Regions from separate parts of the Hordeum vulgare genome. Here region 1 is linked to region 2. Evidence: chromatin contacts called from public Hi-C data. All regions are on one chromosome and are shown on one strand. Each heading gives the region's core, a stretch centred on a gene start, on an enhancer-like site or on the middle of the called end of the contact. The rest is flanking DNA. Distances are from core to core; before and after follow the strand shown. Region 1 holds the start of LOC123425475 (aspartic proteinase 36-like). Region 2 has its middle 130 kb from the start of LOC123425474.

Region 1 (2,700 bases), core at 2-2,501, 380 kb after region 2:
CAATCCAACCCAAAAAGTTTACAACTAGGATCCATGCCATTATTTGGAATTTTCGTCCAAACCCATCCAAACTATTTCCCCCTTTTGGATTCAACCCACAATTCCAAACTGTGGATACGAGAAGTTGGTGTGTTGACGTCCGTGTGCGACTCCACGCCTACTGCCTGCCGCGTGCATGATGCCCCAGTCAGCCGCGGTCTCGCGTACGGCGACCACGCATGCGCAAGGCCTGGTTGAAGGTGTCGAAACCGCCCACGTCAACGATTGGAAACTGCAAAGAGACGTGAGGCCAGCTTGCCGTCGAATATGTTGCTCGGGCCCTAATGCTCCTTCACCAACTAGATGTACACCGCCGGGATCCCGGACAGGCCGCTCATGCTCAGCGGCTTGATGGATGGAATGGATCGAGGTACGTACGTGCATATGGTAGCTGGTCTTCCTATAAATTTGGTTGAGAGACTGGATTTTGTTCATGGACTGAAATCATTTGAGACCGAATGGTTTGTGTCCAGATTAAACCAATCCAATCCAATTGTTGATCAAACCCAAGCCAAACTAGTTTGCTTTAGATTCTCGGACTATTTAAATCAACCCAATATAGTCCAATAGCAAATCCAACCTGAAACTAAGGTTTGAGCCCAAAATATTTACAGTTATGTCAAGGCATCCCAAATCAATGTTATTTCCTCCATTTTTATATACAAGGCCACAAACTTATATTAGACGTACCTAGGTAAGTACAAAATTTTAAAGATAGCTTTTGTTTTTATTTATTATGATCATTAATCATTAATATAGTGCATGCATGCAAGCAAACTGAGTGGAGAAAGTAACTAATTATTATTATAACTACATGCATGTAGAATTAAATAAGTTGTTAGTACGAGAAAAGTCATTAATGTTTGTCTTGATTATTGTTGGTGGCCTTATATAAATAAAATAAATAAATTCATAGTGACTTATAAGTAAATGGAGGGAGTACAACAAGTTCTTCCCGTTCTTCCCCTTGTCACTTGTCAGCTCCTCCCGTTCCCCTTCCACACTCCAATCTCACTGGAAAAATACACAGCTACGAATCTTTATCCAGTCGCATGCCAGAGCCCCCGTCCGAGGGGCCCCAGGTGCACGTACCCCAGCCGTCAGGCAGGACCACGGGCCATTTTCCTCCACTGGCCTGTGGGCCCTGCGATGCATTCTCCATTGGTAGGCGTTAACGAATATTATCCGACCCGGGCGGCTCGCGTAAACCGCGAATTTCCGACATTGCCCCTCCCCCTTCCTCTAACAAGTCGTCGCCTCGGCCTCGGCCCGGGCCTCGTCGCCCGCCCGCCCCCCCTCGGCACAACGACCTCGACCCTCCCCCATTCCTCGCGCGGCGCGACCGACCATGGCGAGCCGCGGCTGGCGTCGTCCGCTCGGCTCGCTGCCAGCCCTCGCCCTGGCCCTCTTCCTCCTCGCCGTCGCCGCCGCCGCGGCTGGATCCCCCGACCGAGCCGCCCCCTCGCGGCCGCCGCTGGTGCTCCCGCTCACGCTCTCCTACCCCAACGCGAGCCGGGTCGCGTCGTCCAGGTCCAGGAGAGGGCTCGCCGAAGGAGGCCGCCCCAGCGCCCGCATGCGCCTCCACGACGATCTCCTCACCAACGGGTCTGTACAGTTCGGATTCCTCCCTCGTTTCCTTCCCGCCGAATTCGCTGGATGCTCCGTTGGATCTGAGGCTCGCGGATTGTCTTCGTATTGGTTATAGGTATTACACGACGCGGCTGCACATCGGGACGCCCCCGCAGGAGTTCGCGCTGATCGTCGACTCCGGGAGCACCGTCACCTACGTGCCCTGCGCCTCCTGCGAGCAGTGTGGCAACCACCAGGTGGGCCCTGATTCCTCTGCTCCTGTGCTCAGCTACCAGCTCAGAAACTTTGTGCGATGATTAGATTAATTTGGATGGACATTTTGGTACCCACGCCTGAAACTCTAGGTGTGAACCATTGAAGCTAGCTAATTGATTATGTGGTTTCACAGCTGAATACATGTTTGTAATGCTACTTTGCATGCATCGTTATTTAGCGTTCTTAGTTCGCATAACTCGGCACGTAATTTGTCGATAGATCAGGAAATTCAAGTTTAGTTATGTCCTGTGAGTAGAGTACTAGATTGTAGGTGGACTAAGGACACCTCCTCAGCCTGCAGTGAGTAGTAAAACCGAGGCATACTAAATTATATGCTTTCTGTAAATCATTGATGACTCAAATTAACACCGTGTTCGGTATTCCTGAGTGAATACCATGCTTATCTTGGTAATAGCCAACAAAACTTGGCTTTTGTTTCGTGGACATTGTTTCAGCAAAAAGTTGCTCCATTGGATTGCCAAACCTTGTGGCTTTGGTATAATTAGTCCTAAATAAGTGTTAGCCAACTCCTCTTAAATTTCTCTATGTTCTTGGTCCCATTTCCCTTGCCAACAATTGGCAGACAATGCATTTGGCAGGTGTTTTGCTTGGTCATGCCAATGTGTTTGTAGCACCATTTTTTTTGTCTTGTTACCTGTTTAGTTACTATACCAATCCCATTCCCAGTTCTAGATCTAGTATTGCTGTTTTTATAATCTGTGCTGATTATCTGAATGCGGAACAAAATGCTTCCCGTCCTTGTCATATATTTTCAGTTTTTACTACATTCTATAGCCAAATCCAAGAAGATGCATC
Region 2 (2,700 bases), core at 86-2,585:
ATTTTGAAAGAGTTCAGGTAATCGAGAAAAAATCATGTATTCTAAAAAATGATGGATATTTGGCAAAATAAATATATGTTTGAAAAGTTCCTGGATGAAATAAAGACAAAAGACAAAAACTAGAACTGAAATTGAGAAAGGAAAGAAAAAACGAATAGAAAACCGGCAATGACACATGCTGTCGGAAATTAGAAGAAATCTGACCGGAAAGAAAAGGCAGTGCAAATCATTGGTAAAGGTTCCCAGGAAAACCGGTGAATAAAAGTGACCTAGATGCACCGGCAAATTTATAAACATAGTTCTGAAGGCGAGATGGCAGTCAGCGTCGCTGAAGGAGTTCCCCTATTGGTCGGACCAGTAGCAAGTTTGTGCATTTCGCCACTTTGTTTCATTTTCCTCTTTCGTTTTTCTCCATACTTTTTCCTTTAATACTTTTGTTTATATTTCAAGAAAAAATATATATTCCATAACCAATTAGTTAAGTTTTGAAAAATTGATTCTGCAGTATAAAAAAAAGGTTTGTGCAACTTTTAAAAAGAGTTGGTAGCATTTGAAAAAAGTGATTCAACACATACTTTAAAAATGATTTTTTTGCGGGAAACATACTTTAAAAATGTTTAATACATACACGAGCAAACCTGAAAAAGTTATTTGAAAAAATATAAGCACATATTAAAAATATAGTATATTTAACTAAATTTAAATTTTGAGATTTGTATGAAAAAGGTAGACATGAAATCCTGTACTGGAAAAAAGTTACTTTTGTGTATGATACTTACATAATGCATATTAAAATACTTACATAATGTATTTTGAAAATGTTAAAGATTTATATTATATCATATGAATTATGTAAAATGTGTATGAATTAAGTAGACATAAAAATCATATATTTAAAAAATATTAATCACGTATTTAGAAAAATGTGAAATGTGTAAATAAATGTTATGATACAGCAAAATATTGAGAATTCATATCAAATTTGAAAATTTATAAACAGTGGTTTTAAAAATGTTAAATTTCTATACAAAGTATTCTTGATACAGACAAAAAAATGTAAATTGTTGTCATGAAGCTAGACATGTGTTGAAAAAAATAAAAAGCGAAAGTCGAAGTACACAAAATTAAACAAAGGAACAAAGTGAAAGCTGTAGAAAACCAAGAATCAAAAGAAATCAAAGAAAACAAAAAAGGAAATACGATAAAGAAATACCATAGAAACCAATGTAAAACTTTGAAAAAATAATAATCAAAACAATGGTACAATACTGGGCCGCCCAATGATGCCACCTTGTAGGCGAGACATAATATGTCTTGGTTCGGCGGTATATAGCTCGTAAGTTTCGTTTCTATTTGTTCTAGTGCGGGGGATGTGGCATCGTTATTCCGTACACAGAGCATAGTATAGAGCCTCTTCATTTTTATTATGCGTTGTGGGCTGTTGTGGGTTGGCTCAATAACATCGCTTGCTTCGCTCCGATCTATTTTTCACGTGGACCTCATTCCTTGTAACCAGCAACTGCTGGCCCGGGAAAAAATGTCGGTCAGTTCTTCGACACAATTTTTAACAAATGCATCCATTCATAAAATGTTTATGGATTCTTCAAAATGATCAAGAAATACAAATTAATCATGACTTTATTAAAATATTCATGAATTTCGAAAAGTGAATTCAAATATGTTCGCAAATTTAAAAATATTCATGAATATGAAAAACTTCCATGTATTTTACTATTTTTTATTAATTTTTAAAAAATGTGCATGATTTTAAAATATTTGCAAATTGGAAAAGGATGTTATGAATTTCAAGCCATTAGAAGGAAAAAGGGTGAGAAGAAGAGAGAGAAAAACTCGTGATCACATGTGCCTCTAACTCGACTTGGGAAAAAAACCCGTCCTACAGCCCTGTGCGTCTTTTTATTACCAATGGACTGGTTTAACAGCGAACGTTCACTAGGAGGCATGACAATTGAGATCGAGTTGTATGGCAATTTATGTTGGTTGAGGATGGCAAGTTTAGTTAATATAAAACGGAAAATTCGCCCTAGTTCAGTTTTTTAGGAGGATATGTCGCACTTGCAAACTAAAGCGGCCATCCTCACAATAATATAAGTTGCCATAAACTGTTTAATTTGCCATCCCCTCTGAGCGAACGTCGGCTGAATAGCATTACCATGACCAATTAATCAGAGCTCCATGCAACGAGCTTGGAATAGGAAATTCCACGTCTTGTTCAAGTATTAGAAGTAAGACCACATAAAGACAATCAAAGGAGCTTCTTGGTGCAGGGCCCACAATATGGATCTAGCTACTGCCCATATAACTGAAATGATACTGATCTATAATTATTTGTACCAAAGGCAGTGAGAAAAGAAATCTTGGGTACAAATAGCAACTGTTGTTCTTATCTGCCCTTACAGTTCAAACAAAGTATTCATACTTTGATAAATAACTATTGCTATTTGTTTATACCCAAAAAGGGTACTGCCATTCCTGACAGTAGCTCGGTGGACCAAAGTTGCAAATATTGCAGTTTGTACCGGATATAACACAACAAACGTAGCTTTACTCGAAGCAGAAATTAAGCAAGAAAGAATATTAGAAGACTGCATGAAGTCTAGCTGCAAAATAGACCAACTAAGCTCAAAAATTTAGGAAAAACTTTGCTTCATATATAGGTTTTGAAGGAAACATTTTTTT

The links. Hi-C and Micro-C count contacts between places; a contact is called where the count stands out from the background.
Region 1: a contact with region 2 is called in a Hi-C map of seedling, with 4 times the contacts expected there. The contact joins the promoter of LOC123425475 here to the enhancer-like site in region 2. A contact is called at or near these places in 3 of 6 Hi-C or Micro-C datasets (leaf and seedling) and 1 of 1 datasets of contacts at active chromatin or transcription factors (embryo).

Annotation. Positions count from the first base shown.
Region 1 is chr2H:120,986,900-120,989,599 of MorexV3_pseudomolecules_assembly, forward strand. It overlaps LOC123425475 (aspartic proteinase 36-like), which reads left to right and starts at 1,252. Exons shown (of 12, transcript XM_045109178.1): 1 at 1,252-1,644; 2 at 1,745-1,865. The coding sequence starts at 1,388.
Region 2 is chr2H:120,607,311-120,610,010 of MorexV3_pseudomolecules_assembly, forward strand. No RefSeq gene overlaps it. Among protein-coding and RNA genes, the nearest start is that of LOC123425474, 130 kb to the right of the region's middle. Within about 2 kb of position 1,336, at least 3 of the 3 cell types and tissues checked have open chromatin away from gene starts, as enhancers often do. A contact at or near this core is called in leaf and seedling, where this site is marked.